Regions from separate parts of the Rattus norvegicus genome. Here region 2 is linked to region 1. A link is a contact called in public Hi-C data. All regions are on one chromosome and are shown on one strand. Each heading gives the region's core, a stretch centred on a gene start, on an enhancer-like site or on the middle of the called end of the contact. The rest is flanking DNA. Distances are from core to core; before and after follow the strand shown.

Region 1 (3,416 bases), core at 430-2,929:
TGAGCCTTGAAGATTCCACGCAAATGGCGTTTCCTGTTCCTCCCCCACTGTCTTCCCCCCATGATGGACTCTAGCCCTACCCTCCATTAAGTCCCAACAAACCCTAGCTCCTTTACCTTGCTTGTTGGCAGGTATTTTGTCACAGAAATAAGGAAGAGGGGAAAAACAAAACAAAAAGCCCTTAAAGAGAAACGCTGCCTCTCAAGCTCTGCCTGTATCAGTCACACAACACCTTCTGACACCCTCAGCTCCTTTCTTTTTGTATAAGGGACTCAGTGACGGCGCTTGGCTTCAAACCTAAAGGAAGGAGGGGCTGGACAGATGGCTCAGTGGTTAAGAGCATTGGCTGCTCTTCCAGAGGACCTGAGTTCGAATCCCAGAAACCACATGGCAGCTTGCAACTGTCTGTAAATTCTGTTCCAGGGAATCCAACACTGTCATTCACATATACATACATACAGGCAAAACATCAATGAAAGAAAGAAAGAAAGGAAGGAAGGAAGGAAGGAAGGAAGAAAGAAAGGCAAAGAAACTAAGCTAAACTAAGGGATGGCTGTGTCCCATTTTGCATTGTTCTTGCTATTTAGTGATTAAATTGCATTAGACATTTTTCTACTTATCCTAGGTTACACAGTGAGACCCCATCTCAAAACATCTAAAGAGATGGAGGAGGAGGAAAAAGGGAAAAGTACCAGACTAACTGAAGTGACGAAGTCTAACATTATCTCTAGAACACCACCTAACAAGTATACAGAGACCATTCTCTACGGAGGTCATGCAACGGAAAAAATAGAAAATTGAACTTGATCCAGAACAAGTAAAGAGACTGAGTTAGGCAATAAACTAACAAAAACACTTCATTTAAAGAAAATCCCAGCCAGGTCTGAAGAGATGGCTCAGCGGTTAAGAGCACTGGCTGGGGGCTGGGGATTTAGCTCAGTGGTAGAGCGCTTACCTAGGAAGCACAAGGCCCTGGGTTCGGTCCCCAGCTCCGAAAAAAAGAACAAAAAAAAAAAAAAAAAAAAAAAAAAAAAAAAAAAAAGAGCACTGGCTGCTCTTCCAGAGGTCCTGAGTTCAATTCCCAGCAACCACATCAGGTGGTTCACGACCATCTGTAATGGGATCTGGTACCTTCTTTGGAGAACATGAAGACAGCATACTCATACAAAAAATAAATAAGTAAATCTTAAAAAAAAAAAAAAAAGGAGAAGAAAGAAAGAAAGAAGATACTAGCCAGGTGGTGGAAATGCATGCCAGAACTTGGGAGGCAGAGACTGCTGGATCTCTTTGAGTTCAAGGCCAGCCTGGTCTACAGAGTGAGTTCCAAGATGGCCAAGGATAAACACAGAGAAAGCCTGTCTGGGGGGTGGGGGTGGGGGAGGGAGGCTTATCTTTATACAATAATGGCTTTTGTCAAACTGCAGCAGATTCCAGTCTCAGGACTTTGCCTTCAGCTTGGATGCATGCTCAGTCTACCTCCTGACAGAGCCCTAGCAGGGAGGCGCACATGGAGGCTGGAGGGGGGGTTACGGTAGGAGGGCACCAGTGGAGAACAAGGCTGCTCTCCTGACTCTCTCTCCTATGCATGAACAGGAAGTCCTGAGTGGTTTCTACATAGTTCTTCAGAAGGTCCCCAAGGAGATTGAACCACGTGTCTGCCGTGACAACCAGTGCCCGAATGCACCCTTGTTACTTCTTCTTCCCTGTATTGCTCTGCCCTCCTCTCACACCAGGGACGTCCTACTGTCTCCTTGTCAAAGGCTTTTCTCTGGGAGGGATACAAATGAAGTTTTATTGTAGCTTAAGAGAATCAGTGTGTGTGTGTGTGTGTGTGTGTGTGTGTGTGTGTGTGTGTGTGTTTTCCTGGGGAATCAGACTTGTGTATCCTAGGCAAGCACTGTGCCATCCTTACCCCCAGAAATTAGGATTTTTTTTCCAGCAAAACTTCTCAAAAACTAAGAGTCAATACAACCAAAGAGGCTGGAGTTACGGTTCAGAGATTAAGAGTGTCTATTGCTCTTTCAGGAGCCAAGTTTAGCAGCCACGTGGAGTGATTTACCACCACCTAAAACTCCAGCTCCAGACGGATCCAATGCCTCTGGCTTCCACCATACATAAGTGCACACACTCATACATAAGGTACACATACGCATAATTAATTACAATAAGAATGAATCTCTGGGTGGTGGAGGAGCACGTCTTTAATCCTAGCACTCATGAGGCAGAGGCTGGTGCATCTCTGAGTTTGAAGTCATGCTGGTCTGCAGAGTGAGTTTCAGGACAGCAAGAGCTACATAGGGAGACCCTGTCTTGGAAAAAAATAAACAAAAATAAATAAATAAATAAATAAATAAATAAATAAATAAATAAATCTTTTGACTGGGTGTGGTGGCACACAACTTTAATTCCAGTAACTGGGAGGCTGAGGTAGATCTCTGTAAGTCCAAGGCCAGTCTGGTCTATGTAGTGAGACCTTGTTTCAAAATAAATTGAAGGAAGGAAGGAAGGAAGGAAGGAAGGAAGGAAGGAAGGAAGGAGGGAGGGAGGGAGGGAGGGAGGGAGGAAAGGAGGGAAGAAAGAGTAAGAAAGAAAGAAAGAAAGGAGGGAGGGAGGGAAGAAACAAAGAAAGAAAGAAAGAAAGAAAGAAAGAAAGAAAGAAAGAAAGAAGAAAGAAAATGAAAGTTAGATATGTTCAGTCAGTTAACCCAAACCAGTGTGGATAAGTATTTGATAGAGGAAAACAGACAATAGTAAAGTACTTTTAAAATCCTGGGAAAATGGGGTTGGGGATTTAGCTCAGTGGTAGAGCACTTGCCTAGCAAGCCCAAGGCTCTGGGTTCGGTCCCCAGCTCCGAAAAAAAGAAGGAAAAAAAAAATCCCAGGAAAATGGAAGCAATCCTGGAAGCAAAATAATGGAAGCAAATAGTGACTGGAGAGATGGTCCAACGGCCAAGAGCACCTGCTGTTCCCACAGTAGACCTGGGCTCAGTTCCCAGCACCCACATCAGGTGGCTCACAATCACCAGTAACTTCAAGGCCAGAGGATCCAGTGCCCTCTTCTGGCCTCTGTATATGATGCACATGCATACATTCAGGCCCACATACATACATGTACACATGAAGTAATAATTTTTTAAAAGAAATAAACAACAAAAAATATCATACATGGATGAATAATGAAGCTGAGGAACACGACTGCTGCTGTTTGAATAGCACTCACCCCTGTGCAGACCTGCACACAATTTCATTTCTGTAGTGTGGTATTATGGGGGTGAAATTTAATCTCACTCTAGTGTGATGTTTGGGATTACACAGGGCCATGGAAGCCGTGGGCCCAAGAGTGAATGCTGTTAACCAGGAGAGAGAGAGAAAGAGAGAGAGAGAGAGAGAGAGAGAGAGAGAGAGAGAGAGAGAGA
Region 2 (3,416 bases), core at 509-3,008, 43 kb before region 1:
TCAAGGCCAGCCTGGTGTATGAGAGATCTTATCTCAAATAAAAACAAAAACAAAAACCATAACACAGTATAATAAAGTCAGCATGGTGATATATGCCTGTAATCCCAGCATTCCAGAAGCTGAGGCATGGGGATCTCAAGCTGAGGGCCAGCCTAGACTACACGGGAGATCACATGTACAGAAAGAAAGATCTAAGGCTTAGCTTAGGATGTAGCTCAGTGGTGGCAAAGCACTCTGCTAATCCTGTACCACAGAAAGAAATGAAGAGGATACACCAGGTCTGCCTAAACACTGCTTCTCATCCTGAAAAGGATGCTACCAAAGCCCCCACTTCTGCTTGAAATCAGAACTCTCCACGTGCCAAACACAACTGATTAATTAATGATGACTTCAGTGTCCCTCGACAACACAATAATCAACACACTCGAATCGCTCAGCATCGCCTGGGATTGGAACCCAGCACCACAGAAACAAAAACCTTGACTTATTCACAGGTTTTCCTTCTAGAATAAGACAGATCACATTCAAGACCTGAAGATCAGTGGATTAGGAGGCATCACAATCGGGGCAGAGCTGACCTCAGCAAATCCCATTTGCTGTTAAATGAAAGTGGGTTTCTAACTGATGCTACCATTCCAAAATACCACTGAAAGAAAGGTCTGGTTCAATGATAAAAATATGCCTTAAACGTCTGTGTAGCCGCATAATGTAAGGAGAGGCTCACTGAACTCACAGGGGCAGAGAACGATTTCTGTTTCTAGCCAAGTGGGACCTTGGAGAGGTCATCACAGATTATCTCTTGGAATGTTCTAGGGGCCCCAAAACTGGGTGAGTGGGTTTACTTGCTCTGGCATAGTAGCATACATTTGTAATCCCAGTTATTGGGTGGAGTACAGATGGCAAATTCAAGGCCAACCTGGCAAATTAGTGAGAACCTGCCTCAAAATAAAAATGAAAAAAATAGACTGGCAATAGCTCAGTAGTAAAAACCACTTGGCCCAGCATGCCTGGGGGAGGGAGGAGAAGATGGTCTTGAGTTCAATTTCCAATACAGAAGAAAATAATGGTGTGTTAATTAGCTTACTTAAATACAACTCCCTCCTCTACCGCTATGAAGTTGCAAACATCCTTGTCTTTTCACAGACGCTATAAACAGGGTGAATGACTTCTCCAAGGTCGCACAACTCGTCCCCGATACCTTTTAATAAAATACGCCTCGTGTTGATCCTTATTTTGTCCAACCATCCTGCCACAAAGGACTCTGCTGACCTTCCCTCTGCCATCTATGCCACCGTGTGAGAATTCCTACCTGGCTCTTCCCTTCCTCAGAAACCCAACCTTCTTCTATAGCTCCTGTTACTAACCACTTTCACAGAAATTACTAGGAATCTGCCCAGAATTTCAAAGCGACTTCCTAGATCCTCAGCACCAAGGGGATTAAAAAGGCGTGTCGGCTTTTTAACACGACTTAAGTATACCCCTAAGCGTGGCACACAGTAGGTACTCAAAAGATGTTCAGATCTGAAGCACCTCAAACACAATCGCATCCGAACTTCAGGCTGTTTACCCTAAGAATTCTTAAAAAATGAAGAGCACCTGTTACTGGGCAACCCCTAGTCTACGTCCCAAGCTATACCGCCGGTGTCGCCGGGAGCTCGACGAGGACGCCCACAGGTCACCCTGGCTTGAAACTTCCTCCTTTTTTGCCGGCTTCATCCAGCTTCCGGTGCCCGGATACAGTGGCCCCCTGCGTGGCTGTCAGTTTGAGATCTCGCGGGATTTGATGAACAGCAAAGGGTCCGGCTGGCTGCACGACCTTAGCCCTAGAACCACAGTGCGCAAGCGCAGGACTGATCCTTTCTCCGTGTCCTCCCCTAAGGCCGAGATTTTGAAGTTTAGATGCATGCGGTCCTTTGGTCCCCAAGGTTCGTGAGAGTGAAGAAACACAGAATACATATCCATAAGTTAACGTCTTTGGGGCTCCGCGGCCGTTCCTGCCGCCAGGACCCAGAGAGCAAATTGTTTAACCAGTGACTTGGGGGGTCAAGTCGCCTAGGTCTTCTTCCCCCCCACCCCCGGTCTTCTCCCCCTCCCCGGAGGTTGAACCTGTGTCCCGGCAAGGTCTAGGCAGGCGCTCTGACACTGACCTACAGTCCCAGCCTCTAGGAGGAACTTTATTCACGTTAGATTCTCTGAGTCTTAGGTTGGGAAATTACAGTAAGAGAAATAGCATCAAGTCTAACCCTTGCTTTGTAGGTGAGGAAGCTGAGACCTAGAGGACTAAGGCAGCGGTTTTCAACCTTCCTCATGCTGCGCCCCTTTAATATAGTTCCTCATGTTGTGGTGACCTCCAACCATAAAGTTATTTTCATTGTTACTTCGTAACTGTAAGTTTGCTACTGCTATGAACCGTGATGAAAATATATTTTCCGATGGTCTTAGGAGAGAGACCCCCAAGAGGCTAGAAACCCACAGGGTGAGAACCACCCGACTAGTCACTATAGGGTGTGGTCATGCCAAATTCCTTTCAGTGAATTAAGGATAATGCTAGAGTTACAAACTCTCCCTGGACTGCTGGCCCAAGCCCTTTAGTGTCTCAGTCTCTCTCTCTCTCTCCCTCCCTCCCCCCTGCCTTTCTCTCTCTTCAATTCCTTAAAAATGTTTTACACAATGTGTATTGATTTTTCAGCTTAATCATTAAGGTTCTTTTCACCAACAGTACTGAACTGAGGTAAGGTTTGTTGAGTAAGAATAACTCGCCAGGAGCTGCAAACCCTAACAGACTGAATCAGGCGGCTGTAGGAGTATTCCAGCAAGAGCTAATCGAAGCTCTAACACTGGTATAGACAGTAGCTGAAAAATACCAGTACCGCCAGCAAATGGGCAGCCATCAAATGGACTGGAGCCCCAGGTAGCAGAACATCCGAAATTTTCACTTTATCTGGAAAACCTGAGGAATGAGGTAGGAGAATGTTATCACTTTCCAAATACTTTTCAGCAGGAAATACTTTTCTGCTCCTTCGGTGGTCAGATGGGTGAACCAGAGAAAAAGGAAATGCTCAAATACAATGAAAGTGATAGTGGAAAACAACGGGGAATATAGATTATGTCTAAAACTCAAAGAGAAGAAACTTAGTTCAGGCTCTTTTTGTGTGAAGTCCCCTTTTCTGCCTAGAATGAGTTCCAGGTCTTAGATGTTCAAAAACTGAATGAGAGACTTCAAGTATATTTGTCTTCCTCCCTTCTAAATTTTCTCTTCACACTAAGGGTCACTATTGTTTGTACCATGCTTAATTTGAGTTATACCATGCATTATATGAAGGTTTTTTTTCCTGCTTTTTGGTGTGGTGTGGTGTGGTGTGGTGTGGTGTGGTGTGGTGTGGTGTGGTTTGGTTTGCATCAGGGTGCTGCTACAT

The links. Hi-C and Micro-C count contacts between places; a contact is called where the count stands out from the background.
Region 2: a contact with region 1 is called in a Hi-C map of liver, with 2.3 times the contacts expected there. The contact joins the promoter of Ptgr2 here to the enhancer-like site in region 1. A contact is called at or near these places in 4 of 12 Hi-C or Micro-C datasets (kidney, liver and psoas muscle).

The regions. Positions count from the first base shown.
Region 1 is chr6:109,617,599-109,621,014 of GRCr8, reverse strand. No RefSeq gene overlaps it. Among named protein-coding and RNA genes, the nearest start is that of Ptgr2, 43 kb to the left of the region's middle. Within about 2 kb of position 1,679, at least 3 of the 93 cell types and tissues checked have an H3K27ac peak or open chromatin away from gene starts, as enhancers often do. A contact at or near this core is called in liver, where this site is marked.
Region 2 is chr6:109,660,840-109,664,255 of GRCr8, reverse strand. It overlaps Ptgr2 (prostaglandin reductase 2), which reads right to left and starts at 1,758. Exons shown (of 10, transcript NM_001399426.1): 1 at 1,597-1,758.